Regions from separate parts of the Hordeum vulgare genome. Here region 2 is linked to region 1. Evidence: chromatin contacts called from public Hi-C data. All regions are on one chromosome and are shown on one strand. Each heading gives the region's core, a stretch centred on a gene start, on an enhancer-like site or on the middle of the called end of the contact. The rest is flanking DNA. Distances are from core to core; before and after follow the strand shown. Region 1 has its middle 73 kb from the start of LOC123411585. Region 2 holds the start of LOC123438848 (fibronectin type III domain-containing protein 1-like).

Region 1 (6,424 bases), core at 1,616-4,115:
TCTTTCTTAGATCCTTGTCCCTCTCAGTGTGGAATGCAAGCTGCACCGCCACGATGTCCTGATTGGACTCAGCAAAATTCTCCATGTGCAACACAACCCAAGCCTTGGCGGTGTATTGCGCATCGACGCAACAATTTTCCTTCTCCTCCTTATGAGACATGGTCCGCATGAGAGGGGTGAGGAACTCCATGTCCTTGTCCATGTAGGGTAAGTTGGCATCAAACCGGCTCCGCCCATACTGGAGCGCCACTATGACACACGCACACACATGACAAGCTCTGGGGTCTCGAAGGGGCCGAGCCACTTGTGACCCCCCACACGGGTGATCTCAGTGACAAAGTGCCCAGATGGCCATCACCAATTGCCTTGGTACGACGTGGCACTCGTGGCGGCATCTTCCACGCAACGTAGTCCACCACCGAAGCGGTCGATGAATAAACGAGAGACAAATCAAGGGGCGATGATGCACGAATTGGGCGACCCAGGACGGAATGGTCAGACCGAGTGATGTGGACGATGGATCCCGTGATGATGAGATATCCATATTTGGGCGCCGAGGGGGTGACGACTATCGCAAGCGACAACGGAGATGTGGCAAGAGGGAGGAGGAGAACGGGGTGTCTCTCGACGGCATGGAGGCCAGATGGCTTGCGGGGTGCCGATGGTGGCATGGGACCGACTGAAATTGGCGACACCATAGGTGGACGAGGATGCGATTATGTGGTGGGGTAACTTCAGCTGACATTTCGACATTAGAGAGACGAGTTTTCGATTTTGTAGCACCCGTAGCGGTGCTTCAAATATAAAGCATCGAAGGCTGAAATTTGGGGTTGCCAAAAATTTCATCACCATATGCATATAGGGGCATTAGTTGGAGCATCGTTTTTTTGCCCAAAATGCCATAAACAATGATTTTTTGGACGCTACCACATTTCGCCATCCTATATTGGGGATGCTCCTATCAATTAAGTAATACAAAAAGGTTATACTTGTAGTTTTTCTCGCGTTTGTTTGATTTCTCAAACAGTGATTTTTCTATCCTAAAAGATGCAGGCAATGATTTTTGTCTTGTTTTCTACAAAGACCCCCTCCCCCGAAAGAAACAAAAAACAAAAAGAAAATCGGATAATTGAACTGCATTATTGTACTGAGGGTTCTTTTTTCTCAAAACGAGGTAACAGAGTAGTCATTTTCACTAATTAATAAGAGAGTGAGAGTTATTGAATTAACTTGCGAAAAATAGGCTAAGACCAACACAACCCAACCCAATCCATATAAAATGGGCATCATCGGACGACCTACCCACCGACGTGGATCATAGAGCTACAAAGAATAAAAGACATCAATTAAGGGCCCACGAGCGTCACCATCATCATTGTTTTGCCTTGGAACAAGCGACTTCAACTTCAACAATGAGGCTTGCGTGAAATAGCTGCAGGGAGTCCATGACAACACATGCCAATAGTTGGCCCCACGCGCCAACGACCATCAACTCTGACTTTGACGATGATATTTGCAAGAAAAATATGCAAGCCTTGTGTCACCAGGTCCAGTGCAAATAGCCTCCAAGTGTCTCTCATCGTCACCACCTGAACACATTCACTACAACTTCAACTCCACAAAAAACAAGCAAACCTTGAAAGAACACATTGGGCATCGGAAAAAGTCGACTACCTATCTCGAGCCACGACCCAAAATCATATTGACGCCATCATCGTTGCTGATATAGGCGTTGACACCCCGACCTCAACAACCGGTCGGACAAGCTACCGCCAACCACCGGTCTCCTAGTCGTAGGCGGCTCCAAGATGATGCCTCAAGGAGGAGAAAGACATGAAGACGCCTCCGTTACATGATCCAACGAATTTGTGTTTTCCCTCCAAAGCCAAGGTGGTGGGGAGAGTGATGAGCACAGCTCCACGACGATGCTTCTAAGAACACCACACCATTTGTTGGTGTCTTTGTCGCTAGATTTGAAGGAGATGGAAACATGACTTCTCCTGGAGATGCCTCGACCACCTTCTGCCTACACCGGCACATCACATACCACAACCCACCGACCACCACAACCATGCCGCAAGCCAACTCCAATCCATCCGTGGGGTCCCTCGTTTTGCCACACTGAGACACACACCAATCCTTGGCCGAAGCTGCTACCACCAAGTCTGGGGCCGCCACCCCGACAACTCCAACCCACCGCCATCGCCACGCCAGATTTGGGCCGAGCCCAAGTCCATCACAATTCATAAGTATGAATCATTGCTCGCGCCGCGCCATATCCACCACGAAGTATAGGACTGTATCACCCATCAAACGGAGGTGGTGCCACACGTGGCCACGCCAAGCCGTCCCACCGTTGCTTACCCTAGCCACTCCACATTCATGAGAGCAACATCTCAGGCCTGTTGCGCGAGCCAAGGTCGATCACTACGACAAACAGCTTCACTGCACGCCACCATCGAGAGGGTTATGTCCGAGAGCAACATGCACGAGAGAAGCAAATCCCACAACCGCCAACCGCCAACCGCCAGCGGGCTTTGCCCGACGATGTGTGTCGACGGCAGCGATGACTAGGGTTTTCACCCGAGAGCAACACGTGGTCTTCTTCTGTTCCCATATTTTGTCGATTATTTAGTCAAACTATATATTGTGGATTAATGAGGTTTTTGTCTTTGTAGACGCAATACCCGGGATCAGTTTGAAGAATAAATCGCTCCATATATGGTCTGCCGAGCAAGATATGTAAATTCGAAAATAAAATAAATCATGCATACGTTAGCTCCCACGCAAGCGTGTAGTAGGTGCTTGGCAGCGAAGGTACAAGGGTAGTTTAGGAACAAAGCACGCGGATGACGGGGCAGGTGGACGGGTCGCTTCAAAAGTTCTTCAAACAGATTCGTGGGATGGTGATGTGGGTCTCCGACGGAGACGCGCATATCTCCTTCACGGTTATGAGTTTTTTTTTCTTTCGTCGGATAAACATAAACTCAGCCCATCTATTCAGCCCGGCCCACGCATCCATTGATGAAGCCCATGTCCTTTTGGATGTTTCGTGAAGGTGTTCTTTTTTTCTTCCTAAGTCTCAAAAAAAAGATCGCCGGTACGCCCTCGCGCCGCCTCCTCCTCCCCCAGTGGTGCGATCCGACCCTTCTAGAAGCGCCGCGCGCGCGTCCCGTGCATCGGCAGCGGCGGCCATGGCGCTGGCGTTCGACGATTTTGGACGGCCCTTCGTCATCCTGAGGGAGCAGGAGAGCAAGTCCCGCCTGCGGGGGCTCGACGCGCACAAGGCCAACGTCGCCGCCGGCAAGGCCGTCGCGCGCAGCCTCCGCACCTCCCTCGGCCCCAAGGGCATGGACAAGATTCTCCAGTCACCCGACGGCGACGTCACCATCAGTAACTGCTCCACCGCACTCTCTCACTCCCCTCCCCGCTCTGCCCCCTAATCTTATTGCCTAGCTTAAGTTACTGTATTGTTATTATTTCGCGGGAAAATTTAAGATTCTTTAGTACTCGTTGCTTGCATGCGATCTGGCCCTTGCATCGGTCTCTTCGAAGGGCTAGGGATTTTGGATGTGTGCTACGCAGTATCTGTCCAGAGTTCTACTGTAGATGTCTGTAGGGCTGTTAGTTCCGTTGGAAAGTGCTTCGATTTTTATTCCCAAAAGAAGGGAAAGGGTTTCTGAATAATTGCCTCCCTTATGATTTTTTCTAGCAAATGACGGAGCGACGATCCTGGAGCAAATCGATGTTAATAACCAGATTGCAAAGCTGATGGTGGAGCTTTCACGAAGTCAAGATTATGAAATTGGGGATGGTACTACCGGGGTGGTGGACTGGTGGTCCTGGCCGGGTCGCTCCTGGAACAAGCTGAGAAACTGCTAGAGCGTCGTATTCACCCAATAAGAATTGCCGAAGGATATGAGATGGCCTCCAAGATAGCTTTTGATCACCTTGAACGTATCTCCACTAGGTTTGAGTTCACTGCTGCACATATAGAGCCCTTGGTGCAGACCTGCGTGACAACTCTGTCCTCAAAGATGTAAGTCATAAGAGATTCACTCTTAACTTATCAGTTATGCAACCAATGTTTTAATCTGCCAGGAAGTAGGGTAGATTCAGTTTATATTTCTATCCGTTTGTCTGATTGGACCCATCATTCTTAAACTGCAGTGTTAACCGTTGTAAGCGGTTGCTTGCTGAGATTGCTGTCAGGGCAGTCCTTGCTGTTGCTGATTTGGAAAGGAAGGATGTAAACTTGGACTTGATTAAAGTAGAAGGTAAAGTTGGTGGGAAGCTAGAGGACACTGAGCTAATATATGGAATTGCTGTTGACAAAGATATGAGCCACCCACAAATGCCAAAGAGAATCGAGGATGCTAATATTGCCATCCTTACCTGCCCATTTGAGCCCCCAAAGCCCAAGACAAAGCATAAGGTTGACATTGACACTAGAAAAATTCCAGACGTTGCGTGGGCAAGAGCAGAAATACTTCGATGAAATGGTTCAGAAATGCAAGGTAAAAACATACAAAATTTCTTTATATCTATAGTAGGGAAAAGTTATGATTTTGCACAAAGCCTATTCACTTTGAATCGTATCATGTTTGATTTCTTAAATACTTATACGATTTTTATTCATATACACTTGCAGGATGTTGGTGCAACTTTAGTTATCTGTCAATGGGGTTTTGATGATGAAGCCAATCATTTGCTTATGCAAAGAAACCTGCCTGCTGTCAGATGGGTTGGTGGTGTTGAATTGGAATTGATTGCCATAGCTACAGGTTGATATGAGTACCTCTCCTTGTGAACCTGAATGTCTTATAAATACACTATCTAACATTTGAGAACTGACTGCAGGGGGGCGCATTGTTCCAAGATTCCAAGAGTTGACTCCTGATAAGCTTGGGCAGGTACAACTGGTTTTGTGTTCTTTTTGTACACAAGGAATACATTTTTCTGATGATGTACACACATACTTTTTTCTGATGATGCATAGGCTGTATTGTCGGCTGTCTAATTTTGGAACCCCAAGTATGTGAAATCTTAAGTAGCTGAGACGACAGAGCATATGTGGAGTCTAGCTATTAATTTGCATGAGTTTTTGTTTGTATACGTAGTTACGTACTTTGTATTATTTCTTAATAAGTAAGCGTATCAAACAATTTAAGAAGTTAAACAGATAAGTGATACTATTTTATCATGTAATTGTTAAGATGTTCGCTGACTTTAATTGGCCGCATGTGGGTTTGTGAGGGTGACTTGATTGACCTGAGGACAATAAACTAAAAATTGAATGCTCAACAATGTCAATCTTTATGTGATTCTTGGTAGCTGAGTAGGGTTGCCACTTCTCTCTGGTGTAACCAATGCTTTCCTTCAGCACCTAGCAATTAGGACGTTTGCCATCAAGATACCATGCAAAAGTAATACATTCTTTAAAGTAAATGTAATATAATTATGCTATGTTTTAATGACTTGCTTTGTTTAGATTCCTTTGTATTGTACTGCTTGTATCTCACAGGGTTTGCTTATCTGCATATACTTTGCTTGAACAGGCTGGATTAGTTAGAGAGAAGTCATTTGGAACAACAAAGGACCGAATGCTTTACATTGAGAGGTGTGCAAATTCCAGAGCTGTAACTATCTTCATCCGGGGCGGTATGTTCCAATGGATAATATCTCTTCCTTCATGTTTGCATGTGCATATCCCCACATCCTTTGTTAGGTCATGTGTGCTTATACTTTCAACCCATCAGTGGTCAATTTGTCCATATAGTTGAGATACTTTTGTGTTGCATGCAGTGCAAACAATTTTACCAGTGTTGGCAGTATCGATACATGACAGTTTCACTGTTTGGCACTCAATTGTCGAATTTAATAAACTTGCATAATTTTAGTTATTAATCTTGCATGCATGCGAATTGTGCACTGAAATACATGAGAAATTTCTTTGTAACATTCACTTCTCCATTCTATGAATACAATTTTTATGATACTATTGGTTTTTAATTAGGTCATAATTTGTGAGTCCCTGGTCCTATGACCCATCGTTGTGTTGGTTACATTATCTCAGATAATAGTTTGAGAGTACCTCGTCATACATAACCAGTTGGATTTGTAGAATGGGTACAAAATATTCATACCGTTCATATCTTCGCGATTGTATGACGCACCAGTGGGTTGTGTGTTACTTTTCCTTGAAGAATTGTAGGATTCTAAAAGATAATTCTATTGAAGAATTGTAAGACCTCATACTTCTATTGTAGCTACCCAACCAACTATGCTAAGTAGAAAATCATTGCCTGATACCGCTAGTATTTATTGAATATGCGCACTAGCTAAAAGATTAATTACGTTTGGAGTTTCCATGATAAAGCCAGCTGCTACCATGCAGGCAACAAAATGATAATTGAGGAGGCCA
Region 2 (7,086 bases), core at 2,296-4,795, 270 kb before region 1:
AACGCTAATCAGGCGCAGTTACGGTGTCGGCTAAAATAGAAGGAAAGCTTTAGCGCTTATAATTCTTTAATATCCCGAGAGGAAAACTGAGCCTCCACACCCAGCGGCGGGACCCCTAGATTGGTTCTTTATAATATTTTGGAATCAAGTTCGCAACCTAACAAAGGGGAAGTGACAACATCAAGATGCTGCACCGCCTTGACTGACCATACCATACTACGATCCCAAGCGGAGCTTTCAGCAGTTGGCAGTCTGCTCGCTTGATCCATCTAGTGTCGTCACAGTCGAACTGCCACTGATAGATTAGCCTGTAGCCCCCTAAAATTTGGTATCTTGCCATCACCAGCTGTATGAAATCAGGCTTTCGGCCCCGCGCTTTTGCGTGTGTACGAAGGGTGGTTCCCCGTGTGGAAAGATGGCAATCAGCCGCTATAATATTCCTTTTGGCAAAGAAGATGCCTGCATCTGTTCATTTCATTTCAGTCTTGTGTTTAATTAATATATTTCATTTGTCTGATCTTTTGGAGGAATGATTTTCACACTGGATGGCCTGTGGAATGGAGCAAGCTCTTGCTCCATTGCCCGGCATGCAGGCCCATCGAGCACCGGCCACTAGAAATTGTTTCACGGTAGGCCCTCCTCTGCTGGATGGAAGTTTCTTTCAGCGCCGAAAAGGGTGAGCGCCTGGCCGTTGCGTTTGCATGGCCAGTGCACACTCTCTGTCTGCACTGCATAGTTGACTTGCGTGCCTTGTTATTACAATACTGAAAGGAAATAAAGGCCCTAGCAAGATGAGCGAGTTGCCGGGCATTTCCCACTGATTTTGATTTCCTGACAAGGACATTTTGGGTGAAGGGCGTAGAAAACACACCGCGCACTTCACACATCTGCTTTTAAATAAATATATGATTCACGTTCTCTAGAGGGGAAGCGTAAACATATACTACATGGCCGAGTCATCTATATATATATTCTAACAGGCGTATCTTTGGTGAAACCGTCTTCTGTTTTTTTTTCGGTGAAGCAGTCGGCAGTCATGGATGGATCTCATGGATTTGGTCTAATTCTCTTTTTTTTTTTGCTTCAACAGGTCGAGTTATTTACTGATTGCCGGTAGCTACGCTTGTTGCTGTATTGCCTGAATCTTTTTTTTCTTTTTATACTCCGTTGCTGCAGTGGTATTATCATAGATAGCACTTGAGTGGTGCGCTGTGATGCGCTTGGAGGTTGTTCTCTTTTTACTGGAGTGGTCTAGCTGTAGTTTTGTGATGAGTAGGAATCGGGTCCGTTTCCTGGACCTTGTTCCTAGGCAAAGGCCGCGTGCTCCACGGACGGGCTCTTTTTGGCATCGGCTGTCCGATCAAAACAAAGAAAGGCGTGGGAATTTGCAGCCGCGGGGCGCTCGTCGAGGAGAGGCTAGAAAGAGGCGCCCGTCCGCTTTTGTGGTGTTTTGTGTTGCCTAGATGACCGTAGCGTAGTCGTAACAGTGCTACGTGGGGAGATGGGAAGCACAGAGGCCGTCGTTGTTAGCCAGGGGAGCCAGCCGCCCACGTCGAGGCCGAAAGGATATGCGCACCGGCACCGCCAGCCATGGCATTGCATTGCATTATCATGGCGATTGTGTGCATGTGGCGTGCGCCCTAGCGGCAGCGCGAGGCCTTGATCTCATGATCTCCCGTTGCTTATTACTGTATGATCGATGGTAATTGTGATGTGATGCGCCCGTTGCTTTCCTTTTCATCCTGTTTATCCTTCTTTTATGTATGCTCATGATCGCACCGCCGGCAGCGCGTGCGCGCGTCTTCATCATCTCACTCTCTCCAGCGTCTCTCCCTCGAGCTCGATGCCATCTCAGTTCCCAAGGGAGGAGTGTTGCTAAGCTAATCACTGCCCTCGCCTCGCCAATGCCCACTAGTACAAGGCTTTATCCACTTTTCATTTTATTATTAAAAGAAAATAAGACATACTACAGTACTACTGACACACGCATTGCCCGGGACCGGGAGAAGCTTCTTACTCGCAGCTAAACAATGCCGCTAGCAGTCGTCTTCCACCTCCCGAGAATTCGAAACATGAATGGTAAAAACACAGGCACAGGCACGGCGGCAGTGCACGAGCTCTCGAAGCAATACATTACAGCCGCACGTAAATAAATGGGAGGGCAGAGCGGAACAAAATTGAAGTCGTAGGTGTCAGAGGTCAGAGAACACACGTTCAGACAAAAGAAATGAGGCGACCTGAGCTGAGCTGGGCCTGGCCGCCCAGGTCGTCGCAATTGACACAAGCCAGCGGAGCTGCTATGTTCAAACAAGAAACTGAAAAACAAAACGGCTGGGTTGATTCCATTATCTTTCTCTCTTCTCTCACCCCACCGAGTAGGGACAGCGCATGGCATCAGCAAAAGGTCAAATTTTGCGGGAGGACAACAAGATGACGATTTTTGTTTCTGACGGGGGAAAAGAGGAGGCGGTTCGCCGGCCGGACCGGTGCGGCGGGTGCGTCACCGGAACCTGCCCATGTCGGCCAGCTTCCTTGAGGTGTTGCGCCCCAAGGACGCCGCGCTGCTGGCCGACAGGTGCCGCCGGTGGCTCTCGCCCAGGGTCGACGGGTCCGGCTGCTGGCACCGCCGCCGAGGACCGCCCGAGCTGGGGCGGACCAGCGGGCTCAGGCACACCGCGAACCCCGAGATCCCGTCGCCGCTGGCGCCTGATCCGCCGGGCCTGCTGCGCCGCTGGTGGTGCCTGGCCGGGGAGGGCGACGGGAACCACCAGCTGCTGCTCGTGCTGCCTCCTGGGGACTCGGGCTCTTCGTCCGCCGGCCGCGGCAGCGACGATGACGGCGCGTCCGGCCTCCGCTTGCGCCGGACTATGGCCGACAGCCACGACGTGGACCGCCGGGGCGGGTCCTTCTTGCCCTCGCTCTCCTCCTCCCGCCCGCCGCGCCGCCCGCCGCCGAAGAGCGCCGCCAGGAAGGACCGCCTCCGGTGGAAGGACTTCTTGCGCTCGCTCTCCCGGGGCTCGTCGTCCGCGGCGCGGGTGGCGGGGCCGACCTGCGGCGTGCTGAAGAAGAGGAGCTCGGGGCGGTGGCTGTTGCTGTGGCGGGACGACGTGTACGCGCAGGCGTCGGAGCGCCGGTGCTGCTGCGCCGGGGCGGCGGCGACGCGCGTGGGCGAGCTGCCCCGGCTGCTGCTGCTGCTGCTGCAGTCGGCCCCGGCCCCGGCCCGGTCGCGCTCGGCGGCGAGCACGAGGAGGCGGTCGCGGAGGCAGGGCGCGCACACCCCGAGCGCGTTCGCGTACGGGTGGAGCTTGCACCTCATCGCTCCCGTCCTCCCTCCGGATCACCGGGAGCGCATCTCCGGCGAGGAGGTGGTTGGGTTCGGGCGGAGGCAGATCGCGAGCGGAGCACGAGGAGGATCCGCGGGGCGTGCGGTGGTTGGGTGGGTTCGGATTGCTGGAGCGTGCGCTGCAGCTTGGATTTTTGTCGCCTTGGCTCGCTCGCCCGCTCGCTCGAGAGGGAGGGGACGGGACTGGGGAGGAGTGGTTGGGCGATGCTGTAGTGGCCGGACGGATGGATGGATTTATTTGGGACGCGGGTGGGGGGAGACGTTGCGTCGCGGTACGGCCCCGGCCGCGCACCCTGGTCTATTCTACGCGCCGGTGCGGTTCCTTCCGTCTACTGGGACGGAACCGGCATCGTCTCTCCGTTCGGTCTCATTCGTTGCAAGCGAGTGCAGTGACTTAGAAATAGGCCCGTTCTCTAAAAAAAATGACCGTTAAAACATTTATGTACGCCTGCATGTATCTCGTGTTTAGATCGGGTGGTATTTGACCGGTGATTTTGCTACTATTATTTCCTAGTCGATTTAGGAATATCAAATAATTACGGTGCTCAATAAATTGCGGATCCTAATATTTACGCCGGATGTTCTCGAAAGATCGGGCGTGAAAAAGGGGAAGGATTCTCTGACCTGCCGAAGAGGCGGGGGAGGGTCCCCTCTCGTTTTTGAAATAACGATCGTGAAAAAGAAAACTGATCCTCTCCCTTGCCAAATGCAGCGGAAGGGGGGTGGACTCAGTCAGTTGTCAAAATAACGGGAGTGAAAAAAAGGAACGAACCCCGTGCCTCGTGGACGACACGGGTAGGAGGTGGACTTGATCGGTTCTAGAAAGAATGTATGTGAATAAAGAAATTGAACTTCTCACCTACCGAAAGCGCACAGATGGGAAGGAAGGGGATTCCACCGTTCTCAAAAGAACCGTTATGAAAAATGAAAACCTATGTAAGACAGCCACGCTGGATCTAACGTTCGTCAGATGTCCGAAAGTAAGATGTTATAGCTCTCTTACTTTGAAGGAGGCATGCATGGGGATCATTTCTGAAAGATAGGAACCCATCAAAGAGATCAAGGAGTTATTGATAGACATGAAAAACTGCCCGTTTTACCCCTCAACAAGAATTTGCCATTATTGATTTCTCCTCATGACCGTTGAGCCGTGGGCTCCCCACTTCCATATCCTACGTCATGCTCATCGTCTTCATCAGAACACCCCACACACGTCCATATTCGCGTAGCCGATCTTACATGCCAAACTTATCGTTAACCACCTCGAGAGATAAATTTGGGAGGGCTTTACTACCCAATGAGCCATGGACTTCTTTTTTTTTGGGAGGGGAGCTCCTCAGACCATATCATGGGCTCAACAATGCGAGAGTGACATAGTACCACTCTAGTGTGTAGCATGACACCAAAGTCCAACTGCTCCATGAGTGAAAGTGCATGTTATATACATCTGTTAGGTTTGGTGATCAAATGACAAGGAAATTGAAAGGATTTATAGTTTATAAAGTATATTTCAGTGAAATTCATCCCATTTATGAGTTCAAACATCAATTGCCATCCCTACTTTTATATCTTTAAGTGGCTCACTCCTTGAATCTCTTAGTTTATACTCCGTGTATCCCATAATATAAGAGCGTTTTTACACTAGTGTAGTGTCAAAATACTCTTATATTATGGGGCAGTGGGTGTACTTTATAGGTCTTTTGGTGAATCCAAGATTCACATTGATTTTGAAGAACTATATTACTGACTCTAGTACAAGTGGGAGTCGGTTGAAAATATGTCCTAGAGGCAATAATATTTGTATTACTTATTTCCACATCTGTAATTAAGTATTTATATTCTGTGTTATAACTGGTATGTTTCTTGAATATGTGATTTATATGAAAACTCATTAGAACGTGTAGAATCCAAAAAGCTAAAACCTAATTCCTAATCTTGTCTCTAGGATTAACCCAAGTGTTGTATGATGATTATGCTTTCCTGAGCATAAGCATTAGTTTAGTGAAACGAGGGTACCAACATGATTGGGAGGATGATGTTAGAAGCATGATTATATTAAATTAACCGAAGTTTTTTTGTTATACCTAGGAATATTATCGTCCAAGTCTACAAGTTTATAACACGATGTGACGTCCTCGATTTGATCGTACGCTAAGTATACACGCAAATGCGTACGACCGAGCTCAAGGACTCACGGAAAGATATCACGACACAACTCTAGACACAAATAAAACATACAAGCTTCATATTACAAGCCAGGGGCCTCGAGGGCTAGAATATAGAAGCTCGATAAACACACGAGTCAGCGGAAGCAACAAACATGTGAGTACACACATTAAACATGAGGTGCCTTAGAGAAGGCTAGCACAAAAGATGCAACGATCGAACAAGACGAGGCCTCCTGTCTGGGAGCCTCCTAACTACTCCCGGTCTTCAGCGGCCTCCATGTAGTAGTAGACACCGTCGGGGTAGCAGTCGTCGGCGGCGGGATACTCCATCTCCTGGGCTCCATCATCTGGTCACAGCAACGGATCAAGGGGACAAAGGGGGAGCAAACAACGGTGAGTACTCATCCAAAGTACTCTCAAGACTGACATCAGAACTATGCTAAGTATGCATCAGTTTCAAAGGAAGGGGGTTTATATGTGGACTGACTGCAACAATGCGAGAATAGAGAGAGAAGGCCTAGTCCAAATGAAGACTGGCATCTTCAACGATCTTGCGACAATAGACGAGAGTAGAACAGGTAACACAAATAATAGTCATATTGTTGCAGCAATATTAATATGAGGTCACACCTAGAGATTCTTCCTCGACTCCCTGCGAGGAAGCAATCCCAGAGCAACATTCCAGTTAAGTAACAGTTGTAGTTGTATAGGATTAGGGCACAACTCCAAGTCGTCCTGTAGTCGTGGACACGATTATTTAAATAGATAAGTTCTTCCCTGTAGGGGTGCACAACATATTCCCCGTCATGCTCGATAAAACTCTGGCCGGACAAGCTTTTCTGGGTCATGCCCGACCTCGGAATATCGACACGTCGCAGCCCCACCTAGACTCAACAGAGAGGCCAGCCCACCGGTCTAAATCCTAAGCGTGTAGGGGTCATGGGCTCATCACCCTTTGCACTCATGCACGATGCGTGGGCGGCCGAGGTCAGTCCTAGCACCCCTTATTGCAAGCGCGATGCCTATCCGAACCACTCGGGCGCGCGCCGCTCCATTGCTGACGTCTGAAGAGGTTCGACTGATGCCACGACGTCAAGTACCCATAACTTCTCCCACGTAGACGTTTAGTGTGTAATAAGGCCTTCCGACCAACCCAGATTAAATACCCAAATCCATTAACATTTTAATTAACTCATCGACACATCCACGCGGGAATCCATCCGCCAAACATTATTCATCAAAGTTCCCAGTAACACGGTCAAGTAACTGTGTGGTTGTAACATCAGGGGGATCCGAGGTATCACCCTCGTTGGATCCCGAACGGTGTAACCGTCAAGGTGGACTTAGAGGAATCACCCTCGAGGGTCTCACACTTGAGGAGTTGCATGACAGAGTCATCGTCGGGAGTGGTGAAGGAGGAATCACCCTCGATAACCACGACCGACTAGGTGCACTACAGAGATATCATCATGAGTACTTCGCGAGGTGTCACCCTCGGTACCCGATAGTAGCTCTGCAACGTAGTACAACTAAGGGAGGTGTAAGTGTTGTGTCGGGTCTTGGCTCGTCGATCAG

Evidence for each region. Hi-C and Micro-C count contacts between places; a contact is called where the count stands out from the background.
Region 2: a contact with region 1 is called in a Hi-C map of leaf, with 8 times the contacts expected there. The contact joins the promoter of LOC123438848 here to the enhancer-like site in region 1. A contact is called at or near these places in 3 of 6 Hi-C or Micro-C datasets (leaf and seedling) and 1 of 1 datasets of contacts at active chromatin or transcription factors (embryo).

The regions. Positions count from the first base shown.
Region 1 is chr1H:380,156,697-380,163,120 of MorexV3_pseudomolecules_assembly, reverse strand. It overlaps the pseudogene LOC123411595. Among protein-coding and RNA genes, the nearest start is that of LOC123411585, 73 kb to the right of the region's middle. Within about 2 kb of position 2,865, at least 2 of the 3 cell types and tissues checked have open chromatin away from gene starts, as enhancers often do. A contact at or near this core is called in leaf and seedling, where this site is marked.
Region 2 is chr1H:380,425,317-380,432,402 of MorexV3_pseudomolecules_assembly, reverse strand. LOC123438848 (fibronectin type III domain-containing protein 1-like) reads right to left here and starts at 3,545. Exons shown (of 1, transcript XM_045115807.1): 1 at 2,193-3,545. The coding sequence starts at 3,316. The coding sequence ends at 2,501. LOC123438864 (a long non-coding RNA gene) reads left to right here. Exons shown (of 4, transcript XR_006629985.1): 4 at 528-922.